6 separate regions of the Mus musculus genome follow, and regions 1, 3, 4, 5 and 6 are each linked to region 2. A link is a contact called in public Hi-C and promoter capture Hi-C data. All regions are on one chromosome and are shown on one strand. The core of a region is the stretch at or near the end of the contact, and the rest is flanking DNA. Distances in the headings are between cores, read along the strand shown. Region 1 holds the start of Lypla2 (lysophospholipase 2). Region 2 holds the start of Sh3bgrl3 (SH3 domain binding glutamic acid-rich protein-like 3). Region 3 holds the start of Snhg12 (small nucleolar RNA host gene 12). Region 4 holds the start of Cnr2 (cannabinoid receptor 2 (macrophage)). Region 5 holds the start of Fuca1 (fucosidase, alpha-L- 1, tissue). Region 6 holds the start of Clic4 (chloride intracellular channel 4 (mitochondrial)).

Region 1 (4,900 bases), core at 1,434-3,933, 1.8 Mb before region 2:
TCAACACTGGCATGGTGGCTCAGTACCAATTGTAACTCTAGTTCCAGGGGATCAGATGCTCTCTCTTGGCTGCTGTTGACATTTCATTCACGTGGTACACAGATGTAACATGCAGATGAAACAGCCATACACACACAACAATCTTAAACCCAGGAGAGATGCTGGAGGCACCACAAGAAGTAAGGGTGTGGATCCTGAGAGCAGTTACTTCTCAGTGAACACAGTACGCTTGGCAAGAGCCCCAGCAGCTGAAAGCATCCAAGACCCCACTGTTTCTGAAAGCAGGAAGAGCTGGTGAGGGAGCAAGTGCTGCGTCTGGCCCTGGAGAACTCTGAAGAACACCCATCCTTGTCCGGAGGATCCTGCCGCTTTCTCTCAATCTGGAGAAACGGGCTTTGGTTGTTAGGAATCGAGGTTCTGAGGTACACTAGAATGTGAACAGTGCTCTGTGCCCTCAGACTCGCTCCAACCTGCTTTTCAGAAAATCCTCCAGACTAGAAGGGCTGCTGGTGAGGGTGTAGCTCTGGGACAGTGCTTGCCTAGAATGTGTGTGGCCCTGGAATGGGTTTCTAGCATCCAGAGAAGGGGCTGGAGAGATGGCGCAGTGGTAAAGAGCACCGGTTGCTCTTCCAGAGGTCCTGAGTTCAAATCCCAGCAACCACATGGTGGCTCACAGCCATCTGTAATGAGATCTGATGCCCTCTTCTGGTGTGTCTGCAGACAGCAACAGTGTACTTAAATATAAATAAATCTAAGGCCCTGTGGGTAAAGTGTTTGCTGCTCAAGCCTGACAAGAATTCCCAGAATCAGGCTGAGAAGCCACAGGACACTGCACATGTCTGTGATCGCAGTGAGCTAGGCAGACAGGACATTGCCCTCAAGCCCTCGGGCCAGCTTGGCTGGAGTACACAATACAACAGCAAACCAGAGACTGCCTCAATAACCGAGTGCTGGGCGTGGTGGTCCACACCTTTATTCCTAGTCCTTGAGTGGCAGAGTTGGTACATCTCTGTATGCTGAAGGCCAGTCTGGTCTATGTAGCCAGCTCTGAGGACTGATGTCTTGAGTTCGTACTCTGACGTGTGCTCAAAACATGGATGCATGTCATTCACACGCAACACCCAACACATTACAATACTAGCTCATTTGTTCCACTAGCTCATTTGTAGCTCACAGGTAGCTCCTGGAACTGAGCCTGAAGATTGGAAGCGTCACTTGCCACTGTGGCTCATGTGAAGAAAGTACAGGGGCTGTATTCATCCACGGACCAACCCAGCAGGGTTCTGCAGGCACTGGGGCTGGTTAGCTGTGTTGCTTTCTTCTCGGTTTTTATTCCTCTTTCTTTTGTGATATCCGTTTCTAGGTCTTTGGCTTGCTGTGGTCCCTTGATCTCCATATTCTAAGCACCATCCCATGACCTGAATACAAGAACAAGCTGCTTCTCTGTCAGGAGGGAGGTGTTTTTGTTGATTGCCCAAGCTTGTATTGCTTTGGGTTCGCAGGGTGGGAAAAAAACAAAACCAAACAAAAAAACTAGTGTAGGTTAATCTGGAAGTCCTCTGCAGCTGAGGGGACCCCTGTGACTCATTTCCTGTTTTCTGGTCCCTAAAGGTTCTCTACAATTCAGTCCTTCAATTCAGCTTGTCTCTCAGCCTGGACTCCAAGTCCAATTTTCACTTTACCAGTGTGACTCAGTGGTGACCAAATGAAGCCCTTTTGTTCTTAGCTCACAGCTGGTGGCATTTTGTGCAGCCTGCAAGGCATCACTTGTCAAGGACAGTGCCGAGCCAACCCTGCCAGTGTGTCAGTATCCTGATACGGCCTACGGACTTTCCCAGGGTCCTTCTTCAAGTGGGTAAGGCCTCTCACACTGTGATTTTAGTGTTCAAAGCAAGTTTACGTGGCCTCCTTGAAGCTTAACAGCAAAGTGATGAAATAGCAGGTGGTTATTATCATTTTATAGCTGAGGAAGCCGGTCAGGAAAGAGAGATCACAGTGTAATCTTGAGGTCGATATATATTTACTTCCTTCCCCAAGCCTTAGCTTCCTCATCTTTAAAGATAAGAGTGGAGGACGGGGTGAACTCAGGTCTTTTCAGGTCAGGGTGTATAATGCTACAGCTTGAGAAACAGTATGGAGGGTAAACAAGAAGCAAGACGAATAAAGAGACAAATCTAAAGTACGACAGGAGACGTGTGGCTAAAAGCATTCACCAGTTTTGAGAGGGAAGCCAATCTCTGAGACTTCACAGAGTTCCACTAAAGTAACCATTTCACTACCTAAGCATACGATACTGCGCACTGGAGACCTAAGCAGTGAACTGTATCTTAATGAAACAAGACAGTGGGGAACATCCAAGACCACACCTGGAAGTGCACCCTGCTCCACGGGGATGGGAAGACGGCTAACTTTATGCTAAACAATACTGAGGAATGCCTCTCCTCCAGGACGCAGGTCCACCAGGAGGGCTTAGCTGGTAGGACATCTGGGAATCCAGTGCCATGTCCAGACGCTGTAGGTGGCAGCGTCGCATCACAGGGAGTGGTCCCACTGTGGGCAACATGGCAGCTTCTACCTGGAAAGCCGGACTCGCTTCCGGGTTCCGTACTGCTGGCCGGGCTACTTCCGGCAGCAGGATGGCTGGGTTCCCGGGACTGGAACGGAAGTTCCGGCGGGGGCGGCCGAGGGGGAAGAGTGTGTGCCTGTGCGGGAGAAAGGGGAGAATCGCCCGAACGGTCTCGGAAGCCACTGGGAGTGAGGTATCCAGGCGTTCGCTCAGCGAGGCTGCGAGGGTCCCGGGGTGGCGGTGGGGAGTGGCCGGAGGGCGCTGTCCAGTCCCGGGACGGCCGGGCCAGGGGCTGCGCGCGTGGCGGGAGAGCGGCTGCGCGCTGGGCAGTGGGAGACCCCATTGTGGGGCGGAGGCTTTCCAGGGTCAATGCCCCTTTGTGGGCAGGTGCGAGCCGTGGGGCAAGGCAGCAAATGCCACCGTAGGGATGTGATGACCCTGGCTCAGAACCCAAGTTCCCACTGTGGAGAATGGGAGACGACGGTCATCCTTTGGAGAGTGGGAGCCGGGTGGAGTGGGAGTCCCCAGAGCTTAGAAGGAAGGGGATCCTAGCTTAGGGTGTCAGGTGCATTCCCTGTGGAAAGAGGAACCCCAGAGTCAGAGGTGTGGAAAGATGCTATGTGATCATCCTACCGTGAGGAGGGGCAGTCAGGGTCAGAGCTGGAAGGTGGGAGCCAGCGGGAGGGCGGGGCGCCCTTAAGACACTTCAGAGGCAGGTAGCACAAGCTTCCGGAGTTTGGAGGATGCTAAGGATGGGGAGGGGCCAGGCAGCCTGATATTCTTTTGTGTTGGGAGTCCCAACACCTGTTCATTTGGGGACCCGTTTGGAGTCAGTGACAGCAGCAACAGCAGGTAGCCTTGTGGAACTGGGAAAGCTTAGAGCACCAGTTTTTGGTAGAAGATGGCAGAAAGGAGTTTGGCTCTCATGGGACATGGGTGGCTTCCAGAGGCCTCGGGAATTTCTTACTGAGCCAGACAGCTGAGAAGACTGGATAGGGGCTGGATAGGAGGGGAGGAGAGGGAAGATGGATAAGATGGGATGTGGGTGGGACTGAAAGCCTGTTTCCAGCGGTTTTCCTCCAGCTCTCTCTAGGGGCAGGACTCAGGGAAGGGGAATTCCAGGAAAGGGACACCTGAGACCTTGGAAAGATGCAGTTAGCCTTCGGAGACATAGGGGGAAGGCTACAGGGACCACCCTGCCTTCCCTTGCCCCTACACTTCCAACCCCTAAACCCAGTGCCAGCCCACCTGTACCATGCTTAGGCTTTGGGATTGGGTCAGAAACCAGGCGTGCCAGTTCTAGACCAAGTTCTCCTTCTCAGCCTTGGGATGGAGACTTCTTTCTTTCCTTTCTTCCTTCCTTCCTTTCTTTCTTTCTTTTTTTAATTATTTGGTTTTATGCACTTTGGTGTTGTGTCTGCATGTATGGCTGTATGAGGATGTCAGATCCCCTGGAACTGGAGTTACAGACAGTTGCGAGCTGCCATGTGGGTGCTGGGAATTGAACCCTGGTTCTCTGGAAGAGCAGCCAAGGCTCTTAACCGCTGAACCATCTCTCTCCGGTTCCCTGGGGCCAACTTTCTACCCCTCTGCCTGAGATTTCTTTCTGCCTTTACTTTCTCTCTGCTCAGAATCAAACCCCTGTTACTGCCCAAGGCTGAAGGCCTCCGGGCGGGCTTCTTAAACCAGGAAGGCTTCTCTCCCCTGGCTTTGCTTCTAATCTACGACTACCTTCTCTTGTGTAGGCCCAGCCTGCAGGAAGCCCTGCAGTGTATGTGTGGTAACACCATGTCTGTGCCCCTGCTCACCGACGCAGCCACCGTGTCTGGAGCTGAGCGGGAAACGGCCGCGGTAAGGGGCCAGCCAGGTGGTGGGTGACGGCTGGCTTTGGGCAATGTGGGAAACATGGAGGAGGCTATATGAGAAGGGTTTAGCCTGAAGCTAGAAGGGTTAATCATCTGTTGGCTCCCACCCCGGATCCTCTGGGTCTGAGGGGCTGGGGGAGTGGTAAGCTGGAGTGGGAGGTCTAAGGGGGACCTGCCTGTCTCATTTCTGACTGTTTTTTTCCCAGGTTATTTTTTTACATGGACTTGGAGACACAGGGTGAGTGAGCTGAGGGGCGGCCGTTCCTTCATTGGGTAGAGCTGGAGGGCCTTTGTCCTACACCATCGTCTCTTCTTCCTTCCCACAGGCACAGCTGGGCTGACGCCCTCTCCACCATCCGGCTTCCTCATGTCAAGTACATCTGTCCCCATGCGTGAGTGTCACCCCAGCTAGAGAGGAGTGTCAGGGGCGGGGGTTGTCCTCTGGTCCTAGACCTGTTGTCTTCATCAG
Region 2 (4,760 bases), core at 221-2,720:
GGTGCAGACAGGACTTCTGCTAAGCCTTGGGGCTGTTAACAGCACCATGGACCTCCAGGGCCTGAGGGGCCGCTTTGCCAGTGTTTTAACAAGTTTATGTTTTCTTATGGAGTGGCTTACCTTTCAGAGTAATCACACCCAGCTGACCATCCCCTCAGCCTCCGGGCTGCTGCCTCCTTAAAACAGAGCTTCCTGGTTGGTTTCCACCCTGTTATCGGGAGCCCAGCCTCCATGCTCACGGGTATTTTTCTTCGTAAAGTTTATAAAGTTATTTATATGACTCTTTGTTAAGTCGACTGGTTTGTATTGCCTATTTTGATTACAGAATAAAACATTTAACAAACACTCCGGTTTCCTAGTGCCTCCCAGCGTCCCCTGCCAGCCTGCCTGTGACTCTTTTGAAGTGAGTTTAGGCAGATCCAGTGTGGAGGCTCAGTCTTCCCACTTCTGCTCTGGGTGGCGACAGATTAGTCTCTGCCCACACTCCTGTGTTGCAGAGAGCAACCGCCGCCAGTTGTCACTACAAAGTTGCACACCTCTCAGAGGTCAGCAGCTTCTGGGTTTCTGTGGCTTTGAGGAAATGACTTCCCCAGAAGCAGACAGGCAGTTTGCCTCAGCAGGCAGCAGAATTGTGTTGTTCCTGCGCCATTATTTATGTAGCCCCAGGTCTACTCTTGGGGCCTATAGTGAACCTGACAGAGCTTGATCCACAGTTGGAATGGGTGCTGGACTCTCTTCCATCTCATTAGCTGAATTCTTAAAGTTCAAAGATGTGGGGTGTCATTTGCAATGTAAAGGTAGAGTTAAGTTGGGATCACCCCAAAAATAGCTGTGCCAAGGGCCAGTGCAAGCCAGGTTAAGTCGGGGCACCAGCCTTTGACTCCGCACACTAGCACGCTCGCTGTCCCGCAGCCTACTTCCTCCCCCTGGCTCCTGAAGGGTGTGAGCCGCTCCCCCACCCCCTCGCTTACAGCCACCACCCCTTTCTTGTCTGAGCCTGTTTGAGTGGAGAGGTGCTTTAGAGAAAATGTCCTGGCTGCACTGGCCCTCCCCGCCCTCCAGCGCCCCACCACAGCTTTCCCCCCGGCCCTTGCTGTCTAAGCTTGCGAACTGACCCGCCTTCCAAAGTTCCATACTGAGCTGTGCTATTAAGAGACCGGGAGACCTGGGTGGCACTGCTTTGGCCACTGAATGTACACAACCCGGGTAGACTGGGGAAAGCTTTTAACTGAACCGGTCCGCCTGCCTTCCCAGCTTTTTCTGCCTTTTAGCCGGTCCCCAGCATGGGGCTGAGGGGGAAGTGGGGGAGCCAAGTAGCTGCAGAGGACAGGGGTCCTCCCGGCTCCAGGCCACGGAGCAGGGCGGGGTCATGCAGGCCCCGCCTTACCCGCCTGCGCAGCTCATTGGTCCCGAGAGCAGTGACTCGCGGGCGGAGCAGGAAGGAAACCGCTCCCAAGCGCGGCGGCGGCAGCGTAGTTCCTAGCCGTGCAGCTGCCGCTCCCACCGTCCCTCAGTTGGTCTGTGTCCCCCGCCTGCAGCATGAGTGGCCTGCGCGTCTACAGCACGTCGGTCACCGGCTCCCGAGAAGTAAGTGTGTGCCTGGGCCGGCGCCCGGAGAGGGTGGGCCGTCTCTGTGCTCCGACCAGCGCCCGGGAGCCGCCCCCACGATGGAAGCAGTGAGGTGCGGGGTATGGCCTCCCAGGTCTGGTCCAAGGGCTGGGCCCAGCCTGAACCCCCGCACCAAGGGCCCCTCGGCATCCCCAGCGTGAGCTGCCCACGCTCATTCCCCCAGTATAGGGCCATCCATTCTCTTGCACCAACCCCCGACCGCTTTAATCCCGCTTCCTCTCCACTGTGCGGCTGTGGAGGAGGAGATGTGTCTTGTAGAGAGGGCCTGCCCCTCGCCGAGTCTAGCTTCCCTGTCATGCACAGAACTTGCCCGTCTTCTTTCTGAAACTCTAGTAGTTTACCTGTCTATCCTTGGACCCTTCCCATCCCTTAGTGGCCAGAACCTCCCCTCAGAGTGGGCAGGATAGAAGCTGTTGCTCACACCCGAAGGAATTCCTCCCACAAATCCTTCAGCTTGCCTGCCAACCCTGTCAATCCTCCGCCCCTAGATCAAGTCCCAGCAGAGTGAGGTGACCCGCATCCTAGATGGGAAGAGGATCCAATACCAGCTAGTGGACATCTCCCAGGACAACGCCCTTCGAGATGAGATGCGAACCTTGGCTGGCAACCCCAAAGCTACCCCACCTCAGATTGTCAACGGGAACCACTACTGTGGGGTATGGGGTTTGGGTTCTGGGAGGTGTTGGAGGACTGCAGCCAGGGTCAGACCTGGGCAAACAACTGGGGTGCCCTGCACCTCGACTCAGGTGACTGCCTCCCTTCCTCAGGACTATGAACTCTTCGTGGAGGCCGTGGAGCAGGACACACTGCAGGAGTTCCTGAAGCTGGCCTGAGTCAGGATGGCCACCGATCCTATCCAGCTAGCTCTTCACCAGGCCTTGTAACCAACTCCTTGTCGTCCTAATCTGCAAACCCAGACCCAGACCCTTTCCGCAGCCGCCTCCTCTTCCTCCAGAGGCAACATTCCTTATTCACCAACTAGTCTCAAAAGATTGTCTTAAGCCCTGACGATGGCTGTCCCCAGCCACACCTTGGGGCATCCTCTCTGCCTGGCCCTGTCTGATGAGCATTTCTGTTGCTTCCATCAGCCAGAGCTCTGCCAAAGGCCCCGCATCCCCATCCTAGGAGTGCCCTAGAGACAATTAAATGTCCATTCCTCTGGTGCTGACTGCTTGTGGTGTCCGGGTCCCTGCCTGGCAGAGGCAGATAGTTCTGGTGGTGTTTGGACTGTCCCAGGGCTGCCGCTGCGTGTGCGTGTGCATGTGTGTATGTGTGTGGAACACATGGCTGGCTGGCAGCACATGACCATGATGGCTGAGTCACCCTGTTTCCCATGTAGGTTCTGCTGTCTGCCTGCCTGCCTGCCTGAGGGTGGCTGCCCCCGGGCTGCCTCCCGTGTTGGAGCTGACTGATTCAGTGTAGGGGGGTGATGGGGGCGTGTACAGCTGCAGCAGTATTAGATTGGGTCCATGGGGGTAGTTGTGGCACTGGTTTTGTGCACACTCTGGAGAAAGTATCCATGTGAGCTTGTGGATCTACATGCATCTGGTTGTCTTCAGAGGCCTCGCCCCCATTGAGGCTCCCCTGACCCAGCTGAGACAGAGAATGTCAGCCCAGCTAGGGCTGGCCACTCCCTCCACTGGATTCACTTAGTACAACTTGGAGAACAGGAACCCAGGGGACAAAGAGTCAGTGGCTATGCCGGCTGGGGCTCCAGTTATAGGCCTGAGCATCTCTACCACCCCCTCCCTACAGTTACAGGCCTAACCCCTCTCTGGAGAGCCTTGTGAAGCTTATGTCAGGGGCGGCACTTTATTCAGGGCAGTGAGCCTGGGCGGGAGATGGGGTTCGACAGCAGGGCTCTGCGGGTCCGCAACAGCAGCGTTGCATTGGGAACCAGGCCTGCGGCCTGCAGAGTCACTGTATCGTCCTGGTAGACCGTGGGCGGGAAGGTGCTCAAGATCTCAAAGGCAGCTGAATCCATGTCCCTGGATGGCCAGCAGAGTACATCAGGCCAGGCCGTGGAGCCAGGAACTCCCTGCAGCCCTAGTCCTGCCCTATACCCACCTGGCCTGTGCTAAGAGTTTCCGCACGTCGCCAATGGTATCCTCAGGCCACATCATCAGCAGGAAGGCCTGCTCTCCGTTCTCGGACTTGATGCGAAGCATGGAGAGCAGAGGCATTGGCATGTCAGGTGACTCCTGGCTCCTGCAGATCCAGAGGCCTTCAGCGCTCCCCAGCTCCCTGGTCCTTTCCTCTCCGCCCTGCTCCCATCTCTCTGCCTCGCCCTCACCTCTGCCGCTCAGAAGCCAAGGCAGGTGTCTCCACTATGATCTCCTGGATCCGGGCAGGCATTGGGCAGCAGTTCTGGAAGGCAGCCATGGAGAGTGGCTGGAGCCTAGGTCTCACCTAAATCATTCCCTCCGCCCTCAGGGAGGACTGGCTCATCTCTGAGCAGGGATAGATGGGACCAGTGAGCTAAAGAGCTGAGGTGTTCTGTGTCAGCTGAGGCCCAAGAAGAAAAGAAAAGGAAAGGAGGCTCTGGACGGTGACATTGTCATTCTCCAAGTCCAGCGTGGGAAACAAGCCCGCCCAGATGGTGGCCAGGCTTGGGGCCCTAACCTAGCCTGCAGTCATCTGAAAGGGAACAGAATTGAGGACATTCCCTACGGTATGATCACCCTGACCCACAGGAATATGAAAGGAGGGGTCTAGTTGGGAAACTGCCAGCCGTTGACAGCTCTTGAAGCAAGGAAGCAAATCAGGCGGACAGGAAGGAAAAGTCAGATAGAGAGGGTAGTGTCACAAAATGGGTCTTCAATGCCAGGACAGTGACCTTGGTTTTCTCCAAGAATCCCCAGACAATGCCAACAGAGAAAGCTGTTGGGGCACATGGCTGGTACGGGAAGAAATGAAGCAGGAAGGCCGGCCCAGAAAGGGCATCTGTGAGATACTGGAGCCTAGGTATGGGCAGTGCGCTGCAGGGAGGACCTCAAGGGGTGGCCAAACTGGACAAGGCAGCAAAGGGCAAAGGAGACGGATGTCAGGAGGCATGCGGCTTGACACCCACTTTTTGGTGGGGAGACTTGGGAAGGGAAAATGGGAGTGAAGACAGAAGACAACTGCATCTG
Region 3 (4,889 bases), core at 228-2,727, 1.8 Mb after region 2:
TAACCTGCAGAAGAAACATTTGTTGTAAATACCACAGAACAATAGCCTCACAGGTAGAGGGCGCTCAACTTGAGGCCTGATATACATATATAGGAAAGATGAGTGGCAGCTGCAGGCACTGTGCTGACCTGAGCTGTCAAAGTCTCTCCATTACTCTGGCATGCAGTTGGAGATCCCATGGCTACAGGCAGCCACAGCCCTTGGAAACATGCCTCAGGTCTCCCCGGGTAGTGCAACTAAACGGAGCTTACCAGACCCTTCTGCTGTATCGTTGTCCATTATCTTCTGGTCTCCCTCCTCACAATCTTCATCAACAGCTAAGATGAATGGCAACAGAATTAGCCACAATAATCTTGTTCCATATTCCCAGTCATTACCTTATAGGGACTGTGACAGTGACCAAGGCATTGTTTATTTACCAATAGATGATCAATACAGGCCTGAATTGTAAATCAGATTGAGCTCACTCACCGGTCTACCTCCTATCCCCTCCCACCCCCCCCAGGAATAAAAGCCTAAAGATTGCTACATACTCCAGAGAAATAGTAAGGTGAAGCTGTCATTTTCCACAATGTTGCAGATCAGTTACAGGAAACAGAACTGCGACCGTCAAGGAAAATTCTTTCTCTGGGCCACCTTTTTGACCACAGCAGCTATGTAGAAGCTGCTGCAGCTTCGATAAGGGCCACAGACAGCGATAGCAATTGCTAGACCTCAAACCCACAAGCCACATGCCTCACCACTGCCTACTAGAGAGACGCCTGAAAAGGCAATCCTGTGGGCTCCGATGGCTCCTAGTTCAATACGTGAAGCTTTAGACATTGGGATAGGTTCCTGACTATAACCCAAAGCAGTCTCAAATTAATGACCCTACCGCCTACAAACGCTTTTTAACGCGCTGTGGACATCAGGTTTAGCTGAATAAAATGGCGGCTTTTTGCAATCAGAAAGCGAGAAAGCCGAGGTTGTATAATCCTTGCCCAACTCTGTAGGGCCCATTATCCTGACTTTTTTTTTTTTAAGGCTTTAATACTATGGTTGACATAGCGATCGCCTAGCACGTGGTAGGACCCAAATTCCACCCAACATAGGAGCGAGGTTAATCACAAAAAGGTCGCTCGGAGGTAATGGTCACAGGCCCTTCCATTGGCGTCATCCTAATAAGGTTACTGCACCCAAGCACGTAATCCAGTAAAGGCACAAATGCTCTTACCAGATCCCGTCACCCCCAAGCCTACAACACTCACGGGTCAAAAGGCGTGGGGCCCTGAGTTATCACTGCGCATGTGGCCATAACCCGTGCTTCCTTGGACCAGACGGAAAAATCCGGTCCCTTCCCGGCAGGCTCGGTATCTCACGAATCATCCGGAGAGGCGGACGGAGCTGGTGGGCTGGGAAGATGGGGGGCGGGCAACGTTGGGTAGAAGTACAAGGCGCCATAACGAAAACAGACAGGGACCGCGGATGAAGCGAGAAAGGACTGAGAACGGCCTGCACCAGGATTATATACTCTCGCGCCCTCTACTGAGTCTGCGTCATCCACCTGACGCACGGCGCCTCTGGGAAATGTAGTTCTTAGCAAAGCCGGGTTCCTGCTCCTTGTCTGGCCCTGATAGTGGTTTCGACCCAGGCCAGAGCGCTCAACTCAAATCTCTGACCAACTGCCATCACTATGGATTAAGTTCCCGGGCGACTTTGAATTACACCGATCTTAGAAAGGGTTTTCCACATTTGGATGTGCTTAATAAAGAGATTTTGCAAATTAAAAAAAGAGAAGAAAAAAAAAAATGGAGTTTTCCCCCGGAGCATCCCGGGATGGCCTAGAGGGTAACAGCATGCTGGCAGATCTTCTTAAAGAATGACCCTCAGAAGCCAGGCGTGGGGGCGCACGCATTTAATCCCAACACTCGGGAGGCAGAGGCAGGCAGATTTCTGAGTTCGAGGCCAGCCTGTTCTACAAAGTGAGGTCCAGGACAGCCAGGGCTACCCAGAGAAACCCTGTCTCAAAAAACCAAAATTTTGTTCTTCTTTTTTTCTTTTCTTTTCAAAGATTTATTTATTTATTTGATGTATATATGAGTACACTGTCACTGTCTTCAGACACACCAGAAGAGGGCATTAGATCCAATTACAGGTGGTTATGAGCCACCATGTGGTTGCTGGGATTTGAACTCAGGACCTTTGGAAAAGCAGCCAGTGCTCTTAACTGCTGAGCCATCTCTCCAGCCCACCTTTTTTTTTTTTTTTTCTATTTTATTTTCTTTGATAGGGGAATATAGTTTATTTGGCTTATAATTCCAGATTGCAGTCCTTCATGACAGGAAAGTCACGGTCGGGGGTCCGGGGGGATGGCTAGCAGGTTGTATCACGTCTACAGTTTAAAGTAGAGAGGTGACATTTTCTTTTCTTTTTTTGTTTTGTTTTGGTTTGGTTTTGGTTTTACAACACAGGGTTTCTCTGTAGAGCTCTAGCTGTCCTGGAACTCACTTTGTAGGCCAGGCTGGCCTCAAACTCAGAAATCCTCCTGCCTCTGCCTCCCGGGTGCTGGGATTAAAGCCATGCACCACCACACCCGGTAACATTTTCTTTTTTTTTTTATTTTTTGTTTTTATTTTACACAGCATCTCACTAGTTTGTCCAGGCAGACCTCAGCCTCTCAAGTAGCTGGAATTACAAGCATCCTTCCAGGTCCAATTTCTTTCCTTCCCCAATGTTAGGAAGGGTGTCACTGGACTTACCACATGCTGCTCCCAAGCTATTCCCCTTAGCTCCTACATACACCTGAAAAAATAGGTTTCCAGGCAGGAGAGATGGCTCAGCAGTTAAGAGCACTGACTGCTCTTACAAAGGTCCTGAGTTCAGTTCCCAGCAACCACATGGTGCCTCACAACCATCTGCAATGTGTCTAAAGACAACTACAATGTACTCATAAAATAAATAAATAAATAAATAAATAAATAAATAAATCTTTTTTTTTTTTTTTAATTTAAGAAAAAATAGGTTTCAGGCTGGAGAGGTGCCTCAGAGGTTAAAAGCATTTGCTGTGCAAACATGAAGACCACAATTTGGATCCTACCACCCCTTCTCCCCTCCCCCAGCAAGCTGGGAGTGGTAGTTTAGGGAGCTTGTTTTTTTGAGACAGGGTTTCACTATACAGACCACGCTGGCCTTGAACTGCCTCTTCCTCCTGAGTGCTTGGATTAAAGACATGCACCATACTGCCTTGCCTTGCCTTTTTTAAAAAGGATTTTATTTATTTATTATATATATATGAGTACACTGTAGCTGTACAGATGGTTGTGAGCCTTCATGTGGTTGCTGGGAATTGAACTCAGGACTTCTGCTCACTCCGGTCCACTCCCTCCAGCCCTGCTGGCTCTGGCCCAAAGATTTAATTATTACATGTAAGTACACTGTAGCTGTCTTCAGACACACCAAACGGGGGCGTCAGATCTCATTACGGATGGTTGTGAGTCGCCATGTGGTTGCTGAGACTTGAACTCAGGACCTTTGGAAGAGCAGTCATTACTCTTAACCGCTGAGCCATCTCTCCAGCCCTTTCCTTGCTTTTGTTTAAGACTTGGTTTCTCGGGCTGGTGAGATGGCTCAGCGGGTAAGAGCACCCGACTGCTCTTCCGAAGGTCAGGAGTTCAAATCCCAGCAACCACATGGTGGCTCACAACCATCCGTAACGAGATCTGATGCCCTCTTCTGGAGTGTCTGAAGACAGCTACAGTGTACTTACAAATAATAAATAAATAAATCTTAAAAAAAAAAAAAAAAAAAAAAAAAAGACTTGGTTTCTCATTTGCCTGAAGTTTGCCCATGGAGTAAGAGAATGTCCAGCGATTGCCTGTCTCCTCCTCCCAGGGCTGAGGTTGCTGACATCCTCTTGGCTTTATTACGGGTCTTCTCAGGATGGCACTCATGTCCTCAGGCCAGTGTGGCAAGCACTTTACCAGCTGAGCTATTTACTGCTTTAGCCCAAGTACGTGTTTCCTTCCTTGTCTTCCTCATTAGAATGAGAGCTCCCCAAGAGCAGGAACCCCTCCTCTGTCTGCTCCATGCTCTGTGCGTACTTGTATATAACAGATGGAACGGAACAGATGGTGATGCACGCCTGAAATCCCAGCACTTGGGAGGCAGAAGCAGGCGGATTTCTGAGTTCAAGGCCAGCCTGGTCTACAGAGTAACAGGACAGCCAGGGCTGCACAGAGAAACCCTCTCTCGGAAAAAAAAAAACCAAACCAAAACAAAAAAACCAAAACAAAAAGATGGAACGGAGCTGCGGGTGGTGGCGCACGCCTTTAATCCCAGCACTCGGACCAAAAAAGCAAAAAGAGATGGAACGGACCAGTGAGAGGGCTCAGCAGGTCACGCACGACTCTGAAAAATTGAGTTCAATGCCCAGAACCCACACAAAAGGTAGGGATAGCTGACTCCACAGTTGTCCACTGGCCTCCACATGATGATTGGGGGGGTGTGGGGGGGGTGTGAATGAAACTTGCCTGCAGTTGCATAACCAGTAAGTGGCCCTTGAACCACAACTCAAAATCTCCTGGATGGAAATGTGCAGACCTTTGCTGCTGAGGTTGACAGTTCCGTCTGAGCCACCCCATGAGGATTGGCCTTAGCAGATAAAGAAGCAGGGTATAGGGGAGGGAAACTGCTAACCCGTTGGGTTACCCACGCCTTATCTATGGCATGGATCAGCTGAACTGTGGGTTCCGGTGTCAGGTGCAGTCAGAGACGGCCACACGTGACCCCAGTCCTAGTGGGAGCCTCTGAAACAGAAAATGCAAAGTCCAAAGGATCTGATGCTGACACTGCACATCACTGACCGGAGTGCTGTGCAACCCGTCTTTGGGGGGGACTCAGTTCCAGCTGTC
Region 4 (4,421 bases), core at 1,134-3,633, 1.8 Mb before region 2:
GCTTCAGGTTCAGAGAGAAATTGTCTCAAGAAACAACATGGAGAGCAACTGAAGAAGACATCAATGTCAACCTGTCTCACTTCCACAAGCTTACCCACACAGGGGCATGCACCCTCTCTCACACACACAAATAAATAAAACAGGGAACAGTGAGATGGGGAGGCAGCCATTTTGGCAGTTTAACTGAGGAGAGAGGAAGGGTTGCTTCACAGGTGGGGAGTCACACGCATGGGACCACACAGATTAGGGAGCAAGCTCCCTTGAGCCACAAGCAACTGCAGAACTGAGGCCATGTCCCCCTCCCCCCTCCCCCCGCCCCCAGACTTCCTGAGTCTGTCATGAGCCCTTCTTCTGCCCAGTCCTGGCTTTCATGACCATGGCACATCTCTCTTGAGACCGATTTCTATCCTAGGGAAGGAAGTGGTACCTCCTTTTCATATTTCTAGTCCACAGCATGGGCAGAGGGGACAAGGCCAAACTCTCCACCAAAGCTATTCACGGAGCCCCAGTGCCGTTGTCTCTCCCTAACCAGTGTCACCTGGCTGAGCCCTGACCACAAGCCTGAGGGTGGCGTTCTCAGACCTGCGCTGCCCCAGAAGGAAAAGCTGAGGGCCAGAGAAGTGGAGTTATTTGTGCCAAGCCATAGAATGTTAAGAGTTAGGATTAAACAGGAGCCTCCGCCCCAGGACTCCCACCTTGACATCTGTCTTCCCTCAATAAGAGTGACTTCCAAGGAAGCAGAGCCCGGGTCTCACAGTCTAGTACCTGTCGTCGTATCTGACAGCCAATCATTTCACTGCACCTCAATTTTTTTTCCTTCTATAAAACACAGGCTTCAAGCCGAGCGTGGAGGCACACGCCTTTAATCCCAGCACTCGGGAGGCAGAAGCAGGCGGATTTCTGAGTTCGAGGCCAGCCTGGTCTACAAAGTGAGTGCCAGGACAGCTAGGACTACACAGAGAGACCCTGTCTTGAAAAACCAAAACCAAACAACAAACAAACAAACAAAACCCCACAGGCTTCAGATTGCCCAGGTGAGTCCCAAGGCTTTAGTCTTCTGGAGTCCTTTTCAAACCCCCACCTGCTATGGATGGCCCAGTAGAGTAGACCAGGACGCCAAAATACTCATATTCAAGCCAATATTCTCAAGAGATGCCCCTGGGACTTCAGGGGAGTAGCACGCAGCCTCCCTCTGCCGAGTGTGGGGTAGGGTAGCATTTAACCACAGAGGTTGACTTGTGAGCAGCCAATAAAGGAAACCTTGAAAGGGCCTTGGAGCAGAGCCCAACCCACAGAGAAGATCTGTGTGGCGTGGAATTCTGTTCCCTGGGCTTGTGTGGCCCTTTCTTTCCAACAGCTTCGATTATCTACAGGAGGCCTTCAAAAAATCGTGCCTGTACCAGTCCCTGTGTGTGGGGTCATTAGACCCTCCCCTGACGTTCCAACACTCCATCCCTCCCTCCTGCTTCACCCCTGCAAACCGTCCTGTCTGCTGCTTGGAGGTGGACTGTCAACTAATGGGGACACCAGCGATGTCACTAGCTTTGAGCACTTGTCACCATGCTGGGGTAGGCTTTTTGATGATACAATTGCCCAAGCCACCCATGTCCCTACAGACAACACCAATAAGTTTGTCCCATTCACTAAGCTGGACTGGAAGCAAATTTTCTTTGGCCTAGAGTGGCTATCTGTTTCAGGGGTAAATAGAAATAGACTCCCCCAAAAAGGCCACCTAAGTTTTGGGGGTTTATTACTGTGAAGAAAGGCAAGGAAAATTCTATCTCAGGAGAACCAGTCTTGAGCTATGACCCATGTTCCCAGTCCGACATCCATCCCCCTGCCTCAGACAGTTCCCTTTTACTTAGCGAAGAGTTAGGGAAGAGTTGAGGTTAGAACATAGGCTTTCTGGAGCGAGGAGTCTGAAGTAAAACAACAAAGGAAGTTACACTCACTGTCATTTGTCAGCCGCTGGGCCCCAGGGTCTTGTGGAGCCTTGTCCTGGCTATTCTGTATCCAGATCTGGAGACCCAGCAGGGACCCCCACGTAGGTCCCAAGAGCTGCAGCTCCAGCCTGGGGTTTCTTGCTCTCACACTTTCGCAGATGAGTGAATGAGAGGAGGTCTGGTGCAGATAAGTGAGTGAGAGGAGATCTGGCCTTCCGTACCGGTTACCACTTCCCCTCTGGGTCCTCAGTGCCACAGTGTTCTTGCCCTGCGGTTGAATTCTCTCTTCCTAGGAACTCTGGCCAGGGGAGGGCATAGGCATAGACCTTAGACTCCAGAAACTTGGGTTCTAATCTGGCCCCGGGTGTATGCTGTCCTGCAACTCACTTGACCTCTGTAAAGTTTACATCCTTTTGTCTGTGACATGTGCCAGGCTATGTGTGTGCCTCATGCCTCCTCCCTCTCGCCCAGAGCTTTGAGATGCAAATGCCTGCAGGTGTTGGCAGATGACATGAATGAACGCTGCTGGCTCCTGGTTCTGCTCCATTCTGTGACTGTGACAAAAGCAAGTTCAGAAGCTGGGCATGATGACACACACCTTTAGTTCCAGCACTCGGGAGGCAGAGGCAGTTCAAGGCCAGCTTGGTCTACATAGCAAATTCTAGGACATTCAGGGCTACAAATAGAGACCCTGCCTCAAAAATCACAAAGCAGAAAATCAAAAGTGTGTGTGTGTGTGTGTTTATTTCAGCTTGCAGGTGACAGTTTCTTATTGAGAGAGACATCAAGGCAGGAACCCAAGCAGGTACCTGAAGCTAGGCTTGTTTGCTATTTGTGGTGGTTTGAATATGCTTGGCTGTAAGAGTTGCCTTGGTCATGGTGTCTCTTCATAGCAACGAAACCCTAGCTAAGACACCATTCCACACAGCATTACCTCTAACAGAGGAATTTGCTATGAAGACATAGCAAGAACTGTGGAGGGGGCCAGTTGCTGGCTCAGTTGAATGCCAGCTTGTATCCTCCTAGATCTACCTTGAGTTTTGCTGCAAGGTCTCTCACTGGAACCCAGGATTCACCCGCAAGGCTAGGCTGGCTGTCTCCATCTACCCAGTGTTGGGATTATAGTATTCTTCACCATGCCTGGTATGTGCACACAAGCATGTGTGCATGTGCCTGTGGATGCTCGTGTGTGCACGTGTGCATGTGAGTGTGCATGTGTGTGCATGCATGTACATATAGGCATGTGAGTGAGTGTTTTGCCTGCATGTGTGTATGCACACCACATGTGTGCCTGGTGCCCTCAATGATCAGAAGAGGCTTCGGATCTCCTGGGTCTGGGGTTTCAGGCAATTGCAAGCAGCTATGTGGGTGCTGGGAATTGAACCTGGGTCCTGTGGAAGAGCAGCCAGTGCTCTTAACCACTGAATCACCTTTCCCTTTTAAAGCTGGGTTCCAGGGGATTGACCTCAGGGCCCCATGCTTGCAGAGTAAGAACTCTGCAGATTGGTCTCATCCCATCCCAGGAAGTGTGTTTTCTCCTTTTCCTTCCTTCCTTCCTTCCTTCCTTCCTTCCTTCCTTCCTTCCTTCCTTCCTTCCGTCTTTCTTTCTTTCTTTCTTTCTTTCTTTCTTTCTTTCTTTCTTTCTTTCTTTCTCTCCTTCTCTCTCTCTCTTTTTCTTTTTTCTTTTTGGTATTTCAAGACAAGGTTTCTCTGTAGCCCTGGCTGTCCTGGAACTCACTCTGTAGACCAGGCTGGCCTCAAACTGAGAAATCTGCCTGCCTCTGCCTCCCAAGTGCTGGGATTAAAGGTGTGTGCCACCACTACCTGGCTTAGGAAGTATGTTTCTAATGTCCAGTTCTAGAACATACTCTGGTATTGTATCTTCCTCATACATTTTTACAGCTATCATTAGGTAAAATGTTTAAGTGGAATCTTATGACCATCACATGAAGTCTTCTCTATAGGAGGGATGATCAGGGCTTCTTCAGGAGGGAGATTTTTATGCTGTGGGTAATGTTGCTAGATTCAGCATGTGAGAATACAGCAGAAATGTTTGAGGGCTAGAGAGATGGCTCAGTGGTTAAGAGCACTGACTGCTCTTCTGAAGGTCCTGAGTTCAAATCCCAGCAACTACATGGTGGCTCACAACCATCTGTAATGAAATCTGATGCCCTCTTCTGGTGTGTCTGAAGACAGCTACAATATACTTAGATATAATAATTAAGTCTTTAAACAAAAAAAGAGAAATGTTTGAGATATGTATGTACTAAGAGTTATTCAGGGCTAGGGATGTAGCTCTGTGGTAGAGTACTTGCCCAGCAGGTGAGCAGCCCTTAGCTTCCATCTCTAGGCCTGGAACAAACTTTTTCCTTTTTTGTTACAGTGAACAGTTAACAGGGTGTTAGGGTGTTAATTAGGTGATTTGTGAGACAGCCCTATGCAGGGTGTGTGTGTGTGTGTGTGTGTGTGGTTTTGGTT
Region 5 (5,023 bases), core at 2,198-4,697, 1.8 Mb before region 2:
GGTGCTGAGGCTTGAATCTGCACTATCTCCCCCCAGGCTCCTGTTCTGAAGGCTTGTTCCTTTCCTGATAGTGTTGTTTTGGGGGTCCATGGAACCGTTCCGAGGGGGGGACATGCTGGCAGAAGTGGGACACCTGAAGGACATCCTCTAGTTCCTGCTGCTCCCGAGTCATTTGATACGTGAATGAATGGCCTCGACCACAGCGTGTGCATGCCATGTATGCAGATGCTCCACCACGCTGGTCTGAAAAGCAACCTTCCCTGCCTGAAGCTGGTTTTAACAGGTATGGTGGTCACTAACACAGAAGTGCCTAATGCATTCGGTGTAGGAGCGGCCGCCTAATATATGTGAGGTCCCGTGTTTGACCCTTAGCACCAAAACCCAAAGCCACCCCACCTCTTAATGGAGAAGTTAATTTCTATTATTAGTAGTAGTATTTGGCTTTTTGAGATGTAGTCTTGTTTAGCCCAGGCTAGACTCAAACTCACTACATACCTAAGGCCATTCTTGAACTCCTGACCCTCCTGCCATTGCCACCCAAGTGCCATCATGTCTGGCTACTCTGTCTGGCTTGGGTTACTTTGCCTCCCAAGTAATTAGCAGCAGTCTGGCTTGTTACTTCCCGTTAAGTGACAAGACTGAGGGGTGCTGAGGAGAATCAGCTGTGTGTTGCCCTCTTTGGTTTTTGATCGGCCGTCATCAGAGCTTGCCCTCAGGTCTGAACAGCTTGGTGTTGGATGCTGGTGGCTATGGAGGAGAAAGGTGGGACCCAGTCCCTGGCTTCTGTCACATATTAGAGAAGGCTCTGTATTGCAAGTTCTCTCATGGAAGTCCTTTGCAGGTTGCAAAGTTGACCACCATGGTCTATGACAGGTGTCCTCCACCCACTGTGAACTTTCTTTGGATCACCTTTGGTCCTGTGAAAACCACCAAGTCTCAAATTCAAAGTCTGGGAGTCCATCTGCTCTCTGGCTAAATGACCCTAGCAGACAAACAAGGGGACCCAGACTGGCTCTCTGGAGGGCTAGATAGGGAGGTTGGTGGAGTCGCTGGCTGTCCACAGACACCCACCTCTTCCGCACAGCTGCTCCCAACTCACCGACCAAATCACGGTGGGGCCCCACGTCCTTCGAGTTCCAGTTCCAAGACACAGGGCTTGGCCAGTTTGTGAAGCCTTCATGATGCTTTGTGGTCAGGACGACGTACCTGCAGGCATCAAAACCAAACGAGAACAAAGGAGTTGGGCGATGTCCACAACCATGGCCTTGCCAGGCATGTCTGAGAATTTTAACAAGTCGGGCAGGTCTTGATGAAAAGGATAGGCCCTTGGGATGAGTCACCATGACAACCGTGATGATGTTTCTATAGTGATAATTATCCCTGTGCAGGTATGACTCAAGAATGGATGGAGGCACTGGAGGTTCAGAGGCAGAGGGGAGGCTGGCAGAAGAAATGCTGTGCTACTTAGCTCTCAGGTTCAACCCTTCTGGAAATAAGTGATGAACCTGTGTCAACCCTGTGCCCCAATCTATTGGCAAGAGCAAAAAGCAGACACAAGCACCTGCTCGTTTTCTTTTTTTTTTAATATTTGTTTATTTATATTACTTATATGTATGAGTACATCATAGCTGTCTTCAGACACACCAGAAAGAGGGCATCAAATCCCATTACAGATGGTTGTTGTGAGCCACCATGTGGTTGCTGGGAATTGAACTCAGGACCTTTGGAAGAACAGTCAGTGCTCTTAACCGCTGAGCCATTTCTCCAGCCCCCATCTGCTTGTTTTCTTAACCAAGATTGTGAAACTGCCTGTCATTTAAGGTGACAAAGGCTCAAATATCTAGGACTGAAAAAAAAAATGTGTTGAGATAATCAGTCCATTCAATATATCACTTACTTTTATAGGAAAAGATAGCATGTTACATGAGATTTTACCACTAGCTGGTGTAGGGGCCCCTGAACTTCATCAGTCCTTCCTGCAATACATCTCTTTCCCCTTTCAAAAAGTCCTTCTGAAATATAAAATCCCTTCCCACTCAACAAGCAAATAACCACGCCCTCTGGGTATGGCTTGCAGAGCCTGGGCACACCTGTCCCATGAGCTTTCTGGAGCTTTCACTTCCAGATCATAGACCTGCAGTCTAGGACACCAGGCTCCTTCCTCTCCTTCCTCTCTCTGGGCTAGTTACCTCGTCCATTAAACAGGAAGTCTGGAAAAAGGCTGGAGTTCAACTTTGTAAATTACGGCTCTCAAGATGGCAAGATGACAGATTTCTGTTCCCTCAGGCCTTTTACTTGGCGAAAATACTAAGTGCCAGCTATACACAGCCTTTCCCTTCGGGGGAGAAAACCTAACGTCCCGAGGGAATAAAAAGTCGGAGTTTGGCAGAAAATCAATGAAGAGAGCGGAGGACTACACTAAGCCAGGAGCGGGAGGCTGCCCTCACAGTGGCCAAATCCCGCGTCCAAAGTCAGCCAATATTTTCTCTGGCTTAGAGGGCTCTCAAAACGCACTTCCTCTGCAGGGCTTTGCCCAAACAACCCCCTTCCTCCTCTGAGTTCTACTATAAGCAAGTGAGAAGTGAGGGAGACCCCAACAAAGAGCAACCCCAAACTTCCATCCTTCCTTCTTCCTTTAGAGGCACAGGGCTACAAGGAAGTCAGGCGGCGCTTTTTTATAAGCTTCCACGGACGGACGCTACCCGTAGCCTAAGGGGACTGGTCAGATCTACAACTCAGGGCCACCGACGGGAATCTGGGCTGTGTTCTGGACCTTTCAAACGAGACACCGATGTAGCCTGATTCTAGTCTCTCTCCGCACAGGTGTACCACCCAGTGCTTTCCCGCCTTAATTTTATTTTATTTTATTTTATTTATTTATTTTTTTAACTGATCCTCAGCTGGATTCTCGTCTTTAGCGTCCTTCCTCCGAGATGCAGAACGTAGGGTCCTGGACCTTCCGAGGTCAGGCAGCGCCGGCTATGGCCTGCCTGCTCCCGCCTCGCGCCCGTCCCGCACTCACTTGGCCCCGGCAGCCTGAAAGAGTTCGGCCCACTGATCCGGGTGGAAGAAGCGCGCTGTGAACTGCGGTGCGAAGTCGGCGTAGCTGAAGCCGGGCGGGTAGTTTTCTGTCATGAAGCGCTGGTAGGCCGGCATCCGATCGCCCTGCCAGTGCCACCAGAACCATTCACTGCCCCAGGCGGGCACCGAGAACACCCCCCAGTGCACGAACACCCCGAACTTGGCCTCATCGAACCAGCTCGGCAGTGGCCGCGAGTCCAAGCTCTGCCAGTCCGGAGTGAAGCGGCGCGGAGCCAGGGCCACTGCCTGGGCCGCAGCCACTAGCAGCAGCAGCAGCAGCAGCAGCATCCCAGAGTCCACAGCCCACCACTCAAGTTCAGCTCCTACATCCTTGCTTCCGGGCCCGCACCGCCCCCCTCTTAACACGCAAGCGCCGGCGAGTAGCCCCGCCTCTCAGAGTAACGATTGGCTTGGAAGGAGAGGGGGTGGGGTCAGGCTTGCGGCTCTGGAGCGCCCTCTGGCATTGGAAGGGAGAAAGACTTAAGGCGGCGTTGCTGGTTCTGCTCTATTGAATTTAAATTCCGTAGACTCGCCTAAGGATTTAATTGCCGGATTCCCCGCAAGTGAGAAAGACCCAAGGTGTGGGGAAAACTGGGAGAAGTCCACGTTGTTGCACCAATCTTCAGGGGAAGGCTGAAGCCAGGTCGTTTTATTTAGTGACTATTTAGGAGCCGCGGGTTCTCTGTGCTATACCTCCAGCCAGCAGGTGGAGTTTAGCAGATTGGAGAGTTGCCGAAGAGATTGAGAAATAACAAGGTTAGAAGGAGCTTTATGCGGAGGGAGAGAAATGGCTGCTGAAAGATTAAGGGCAGACGTGGTTATTTTAGTCTATCTTTTGTCCGTTGAACTTAACAAGAACTCCGAGGAACTTAAACATTTTTTTAAAAAAAGATTTATTTACTTATTTTATGTATATGAGTACACCATCGCTCTCTTCAAACATACCAGAAGAGGGCATCAGATTCCATTACAGATGGTTGTGAGCCACCATGTGGTTGCTGGGAATTGAACTCAGGACCTCTGGAAAAGCAGTCTGTGCTCTTAACCACTAAGCCATCTCTCCAGCCCTAGACATTTTAATTTAATTTAGAATTGTAACTTAAATTTATTTTGAGGTAAGGGGGTCTCAACTAGCTCAGGCTGGCTTCGAACTTACAGCTACAGTAACTTTGCATTCCTGATCTTCCTGCTTGTACCTCAGGAGTGCTGGGATTACAGGTAGGGGATGGCACTGCCATTCCTGGTTTTAGGTAGTACTGACCTTTGAACCCAGAGATTTGCTCTTGCAGATGCAGCACTCTACTGACTGAGCTACACCTCAAAAACTTTGAGGGTCTCTCAGAGAGCTTAGTTAGCATCTAACTGAAGAAAACCTGACTCAGGAGTACAACACTTGCTTGGTACACCGGAAGGCCGGAGCTTCAGTCTGGCACCGCTAAACAAGCATGCCTGACCCACACACAGGGGACCACTGAGGCATGAGGGACCAGAAAAATTGAGAGCCAAGAGAACCCTCTTGCCCTGGGAAAATCTCTAAAACTCATATGGCCAGTCACCCAATTCCTCTACAGTCAGCACACGCCCAATGGTATATGGTGTGTGCCCATAACTTCAGGAAGTATGGGAGCCAGAAGTCACATGGTCCATATGGCACAAAGGTCTCCATGGTTGCAGAGATAACCACAGCATGTTAGAGCAATGAGAGGTTTTAATGGCCCTGGAGAGCATTGTTTTCCCCACCATTCCCAATTTACCGAGAAGGAAACCAAAGCAAGGTAAAGGGCGGGGGTTGATCAAGACCACATAAGTGTGGACCAAAGCTGGTGCAGGAATTCACAGCTGTGGAAACTGTATTCCCTCCTCCTCTGTCAGGCACCTTGGAGAGATCGGCTTATGTTGACAGAACCAAGCACTTCCTCCTTTGAGGAGTAATAAGGAAACA
Region 6 (4,627 bases), core at 199-2,698, 1.1 Mb before region 2:
TTCTCCTTCTACCTTTAGATGGCCCCAACATCACATCCAGGTTGGAAGTCTTGCAAGGCAAACGCTTTTACCTGCTGAATCATCTTGACTGCCATTATTATTATTATTATTATTATTATTATTATTATTATTTTGAGGTAGTCTTGCAATATACCCAGACTGTCCTCAAACTCTCAGCCCTCCTGCCTGAGCCATCACCTGAGAGCCACGTATATGTCACCAAATCAGGCCGAGGTTTAGGGTGTTTAAGGCCACTGCCAAACTGTGAACTTAAAACAGCCTTACTCCGGAGCATTGATGGATCTAATTGCTGGGGCACAGCATCCTTCTCACAGAATCTAGCAACTTGGAGATGGGGTTGAGTGAGGATAAAGTAGTTGCAGGTTGCACTGCATTTTTACACATCATTCCAATTTGTTGAAGCACTCTGATCCACACTAGGCACAGAGGATGTGAGATAACCATGACACCCCGCTTCCATCCCCCAATTTAGCCTTTCTAATCAACTCACTCATCACCCTAGCCTGGGAGGTACCACAGAATGAGCAGATTAAGGAAAACCAGAAGGCAAATTTCCCAAAGGTGACATTCACTGACGGCAATTCCGCAGTAGACCGCGTGTCTCAGGCCCCTGTCCTCAGGGTGTAAAGTACTCGCCCCTGCGCGCTGAGTGGCACTCAGGTGACTCATTAAACTTCTCCAGGTGAACGGAAGACAGGAATCGGTCCAGGTGGGGCAAAACAGCACGGATAACGTTTTCAGAGTCAGGCGCTGCCTCAAGCACTGGGGTTGTGCTGGAGCGGGACGCTGTCCCACCGTTTTGGCCTAATTCAGAGCCCGGGACACAGGACGACTTTACAAGAACTTTTGAGTATCTTGATTTCAAATAGAGAAGGATCACGAAAGGAGATCCGCGGTCAGAAGGATTAAAAAGTTCTTAAGGACATGAAAACTTTCGCAAAAGTTTTCCAGGAAAAGGCGGCCGCGCCTAACAGAAGTAGCCGAGGAGGCCGCCGCCCCGGGAACCGGAGGGGACGATGAGTCCCTGCGGCTGCAGCGGGGGAGAGGGCGCGAGGCGGGCCGCCGCATGAGGTCACTTGGCACCCAACCAGCAGCAGCTGCGCCGCGGAGAGAGGCGGTGTCAGGCTCCGGCTCCAGGGACCTTCCCCGCCCACCCCCTGAGGGGCGTGGCTTCGGGGGGACCTCCCGGCCAATCCGCGCTGCCCAGCCTAGGCCGCGCCCCCAGCGCCCTCCAGGCTCCCTAGTGGTCGGTCCGTGGAAGCTAGAGCGCTCCGCTGTCTTCCTCGCCTGAGGCCACGCCCCCAGCTGTGGCCCGCCCATTTCCCCCCCACCCCTGCAGGATCCTGGCCACTGCTCCGCCCACGCCCCGCCCATAGGGCTCCGCCCAGCGGTTTGAAGCGGCCGGGACCGCAACCCCCTCAGAGTCGCGCGCGAGGCGTGAGGCGGTGCTGAGGATCTGAGGCCACGGGCAGCCAGACGCCGGGACTGTCCAGCGAACGAGCAAGCCAGCGAGTGAGCGAGCGGCGGGAACCCGCAGCCACAGCAGCCCCGGAGCCACAGCCGCAGCCGCCGTCCGCGGAGCCCAGCCCAACCGGCCATGGCGCTGTCGATGCCCCTGAACGGGCTGAAGGAGGAGGACAAAGAGCCCCTCATCGAGCTCTTCGTCAAGGTGAGCGCTCACCGTCCCGAGCGACGCGGGCTGACGTCCCCGCACCCCGAAGCGCCCCCACGCGGCATCCCCGCAGCCCGAGGCGGCGCCGTACCTCCCGCGCTCATTCCCATTGTCTGGGCTCCGCGCCTTCCCGCCTCGCAGCGGGACCTTGGCGGACCCTGCGGGCGCGGCGACAGGGAGGCGACTCCGCAGGGCGGGACGCGCCTCAGCTGCGCCGCGTGGGTACTGTCACCCTCCTCGCCGTGTCCGACCCCACCCCGCCGCGAGCCCCAGCCTCGGGCCGCGGGGCTGATAGCTCACCCAACTTACTGGAACGCTAGCGCCTGGCCCGGGTGAAACTGAAACTTTAACTTTGATACAATGTTAAATAAAGTAAAGGGGAGGAGGGACCCGGGAGCCGTAAACCCAGCAGTTGGGAAAAGTGGTCTAGGGAAGATCCCGAGTTCAGAGCCAGCCTTGGCTGCTTAGTAAACCCAGGGCAAGCCTGGGATAGGAGGGACCCTCATCCCAGCCCTCCTCCCGCATGGGGGAGGGGAGAATTTTTTTAATGCGGGCGTGGTGACTCGGCTATGACCCAGCAGTAGAGGCTTGAGGAGTCCCTCGAGTTCGAGGCCAGCCTGGGTTACAAATGTGAGCCTCCGGACACACACCCAAAACCCAGGCAACTAACTGCAAAGAAGAAGAAAAAAAAAAAAAAAGGAAAAGAAAAGAAAAAGCGAAAAGAAGGGTGGATGCCCCAAGGCTTCCGGAAAATACAGAGATTCCCGACTTGGGTTTTCCTGTCCGGTGTTTTACCACCATCTGGTTTTCTTGTTTCTCTAGCGCGCCTGTTTTCACATGATGCAACCTTTTGGCCGCTTTCGTTTGCTGTTGCCACCTCGGCAGGCAAGCCCGTTTGGTTTGAAAGAAAACCTGAATTCTCCGCTCTCTCGGGCTTAAAAAGGTTCATTCCTCTCGCCCTCCTCAGTTTGTAAACCCTGGAGCTGCCTTCTTCGCCTAGAAACGCTTCTCTGACTGCTCTCCGCGCCTCTCCCTTTTGGGGCGTAGCGAAGGAGGGAAAAGTTAACGCAACAAACATCTGGGTCCCCTGCTTTACTGAGCCTCCTTGGAAACCCTGACGTTCGTTCTGTTAGCCACTAAATATCCAGGCTTAGGTCGAAACTGGCAACACTAGAAGTCCAACAGGCATCCAGTACTAAAGTCTGCCCTTTCTTAGTTTTAATTTGAAAGAGCGGAAATTATCGAAGGATGTGTTCCAGAGATGGAAGGCAGAAATCTGCAGGGTGGTAACAATGTTTGCCTTAGTGTTTTCTGTTAGTTGCTGGTTTTAGAACTTTTTTTTTTTTTTGGTCTAGAGCATCGGCTCTCAACTGGGGGTCAAGACCCCTTTGAAAGATCAAACGGCCTTTTTACAGGGGTCACCTAAGACTATTGGAAAATGCAGACAATTTCATTACAATTCATAGCAGTAGCAAAGTTACAGTTATGAAGTAGCACCAAAAATAATTTTACTGTTGGGGGTCAGCACAACATGAAGAACTGCATTAAACTGTCGCAGCATTAGGAAAGAAAAGGCTTAGGGCTCTCAAAATATCACAATGTCTGCGACTGGAGGTGGCAGACAATACTTTTGAGGAACCTGAAGAAATGGGGAGAGGGTCGTGGAAAACAGCACAAAGAAGGGAAGACGCTAGGCTAGAGATAGCGACGGGACATAATGGTTTCCCTCTTCTTGTGAGAACAGGGTCTTACTCTGTATCCTGTGCTGTCTTGGAACTCATAATGCAGTCCAGGCGGCCTCAGGCTGGGATTATAGGTGTGAAACATCACGTCCGGCAGGAAGGAGCTTTGATAAACTAAACAAAGCCAAAGAAAGCCCCCAAACCGACTCTGAAAGTGTAGATGCTAGTCTGAAGAACAGTGCTTAATGGTAAAACCTTAGAGGTGCTAAACAACTTGGAATTCTAAACTGAGTCTTTTGGAAGGCAGAGGCAGGCAGACCTCTGAGCTGGAGGCCAGCTTTGTCTACATAGTGAGTTCCAAGCTAGCCAGGGCTGCATAGAAAACCCAGTCTCAAAATCAACCGCAAACACAACAATCACACAGATACTAACACTTTATAGCTTCTGCTCAGCGTGCTTTGGGAGGCCCTGGCCAATAAATGATGGCAAGAGAAATGTTTAAAAACTAGGGAAGGGATTGGAGATGTAGCGCAGTGGTAGCATGCCTAGCATGGGCAAGGCCCCATGTGTGACCTTTCAGCAACACAGACACACTGTCTCTCTTGGAAGGGATGTGACAGATGCCTTCTGCCCTGCTCAGTGTTGACTTAATACTTCCATAAGGAGATGGGTGGGGTGCCTTTTCCCAAAGCTGAGTCACTGGCATACCCCTTCCCAGTGGTCCATATTTGTAGTTGGAACCACTGAATTTACAGGCCTTGGAGGTCAGAGGTCAGCCATAGAGTTCTGTGCCCATTGGCTGGGCTGTCCTGGGCCATTTGTTTTCTCTTGAGCTTTTTTTTTGTCTGTGAAATGCTCTTTACCCTTCTGTGCTTCAGTGTAGGCCAATTGTACGCTGATACAGACCCAGTTGGTTGTTTGAAAGGAGAAAGGAAAGGAGAAGGTGGCAAAGGCTGGCGGTTTCGTTTTAAACCCTGACGTGGGAAATGCACCTGGGGAAGACACTCTATAAATAGAGTTAGTTTTGAAAGCCATGAGGGGCGGAAACTGGTTGTCCAGGGTGGTAGCCTAAACAGTGTTAGTGTTTCACCAAGTATCCTGAGTTGGTAGCTGAGAACTTTGTTGGCGTTTTTTTACTTTGGGACATAGGATCTTAGTCTGGACTGAAATAGCTCTGGAGCTCACACCAGTCTCAAACTCATGGCCTCAGCCACCCTAGTGCTGGCTTTATAGATGTGAATCACCACTATGT

The links. Promoter capture Hi-C pulls out the DNA fragments that hold promoters and counts their contacts. A called contact is a pair of places that touch in the nucleus more often than the background predicts. Capture Hi-C pulls out chosen DNA fragments and counts their contacts.
Region 1: a contact with region 2 is called in a promoter capture Hi-C map of liver, with 2.4 times the contacts expected there. The contact joins the promoter of Lypla2 here to the promoter of Sh3bgrl3 in region 2. A contact is called at or near these places in 2 of 39 promoter capture datasets (hippocampal neurons and liver) and 1 of 484 Hi-C or Micro-C datasets (B cells).
Region 3: a promoter capture Hi-C map of liver shows a contact between it and region 2, with 2.2 times the contacts expected there. The contact joins the promoter of Snhg12 here to the promoter of Sh3bgrl3 in region 2. A contact is called at or near these places in 1 of 39 promoter capture datasets (cranial neural crest) and 1 of 9 other capture datasets (liver).
Region 4: a contact with region 2 is called in a promoter capture Hi-C map of pre-B cells, with 3 times the contacts expected there. The contact joins the promoter of Cnr2 here to the promoter of Sh3bgrl3 in region 2. A contact is called at or near these places in 1 of 39 promoter capture datasets (pre-B cells) and 1 of 9 other capture datasets (liver).
Region 5: a contact with region 2 is called in a promoter capture Hi-C map of pre-B cells. The contact joins the promoter of Fuca1 here to the promoter of Sh3bgrl3 in region 2. A contact is called at or near these places in 2 of 39 promoter capture datasets (liver and pre-B cells).
Region 6: a contact with region 2 is called in a Hi-C map of B cells, with 8 read pairs. The contact joins the promoter of Clic4 here to the promoter of Sh3bgrl3 in region 2. A contact is called at or near these places in 2 of 39 promoter capture datasets (liver and pre-B cells) and 1 of 484 Hi-C or Micro-C datasets (B cells).

The regions. Positions count from the first base shown.
Region 1 is chr4:135,970,377-135,975,276 of GRCm38.p6, reverse strand. It overlaps Lypla2 (lysophospholipase 2), which reads left to right and starts at 2,683. Exons shown (of 10, transcript NM_011942.1): 1 at 2,683-2,759; 2 at 4,312-4,417; 3 at 4,638-4,669; 4 at 4,758-4,823. The coding sequence starts at 4,340.
Region 2 is chr4:134,125,443-134,130,202 of GRCm38.p6, reverse strand. Sh3bgrl3 (SH3 domain binding glutamic acid-rich protein-like 3) reads left to right here and starts at 1,470. Exons shown (of 3, transcript NM_080559.2): 1 at 1,470-1,587; 2 at 2,118-2,285; 3 at 2,397-2,797. The coding sequence starts at 1,540. The coding sequence ends at 2,462. It overlaps Cep85 (centrosomal protein 85), which reads left to right. Exons shown (of 14, transcript NM_144527.3): 14 at 1-345. It overlaps Ubxn11 (UBX domain protein 11), which reads right to left. Exons shown (of 15, transcript NM_026257.3): 13 at 3,923-3,996; 14 at 3,697-3,837; 15 at 3,423-3,617. The coding sequence ends at 3,446.
Region 3 is chr4:132,305,266-132,310,154 of GRCm38.p6, reverse strand. It overlaps Snhg12 (small nucleolar RNA host gene 12), which reads right to left and starts at 1,477. Exons shown (of 5, transcript NR_029468.1): 1 at 1,248-1,477; 2 at 252-317; 3 at 1-4. It overlaps Snora16a (small nucleolar RNA, H/ACA box 16A), which reads right to left and starts at 690; the gene lies at 555-690. Snora44 (small nucleolar RNA, H/ACA box 44) reads right to left here and starts at 202; the gene lies at 86-202.
Region 4 is chr4:135,893,151-135,897,571 of GRCm38.p6, reverse strand. It overlaps Cnr2 (cannabinoid receptor 2 (macrophage)), which reads right to left and starts at 2,383. Exons shown (of 2, transcript NM_009924.4): 1 at 1,953-2,383.
Region 5 is chr4:135,919,150-135,924,172 of GRCm38.p6, reverse strand. It overlaps Fuca1 (fucosidase, alpha-L- 1, tissue), which reads right to left and starts at 3,447. Exons shown (of 8, transcript NM_024243.4): 1 at 3,023-3,447; 2 at 1,072-1,206. The coding sequence starts at 3,369. It overlaps Cnr2 (cannabinoid receptor 2 (macrophage)), which reads right to left. Exons shown (of 2, transcript NM_009924.4): 2 at 3,954-5,023.
Region 6 is chr4:135,269,581-135,274,207 of GRCm38.p6, reverse strand. It overlaps Clic4 (chloride intracellular channel 4 (mitochondrial)), which reads left to right and starts at 1,448. Exons shown (of 6, transcript NM_013885.2): 1 at 1,448-1,690. The coding sequence starts at 1,619.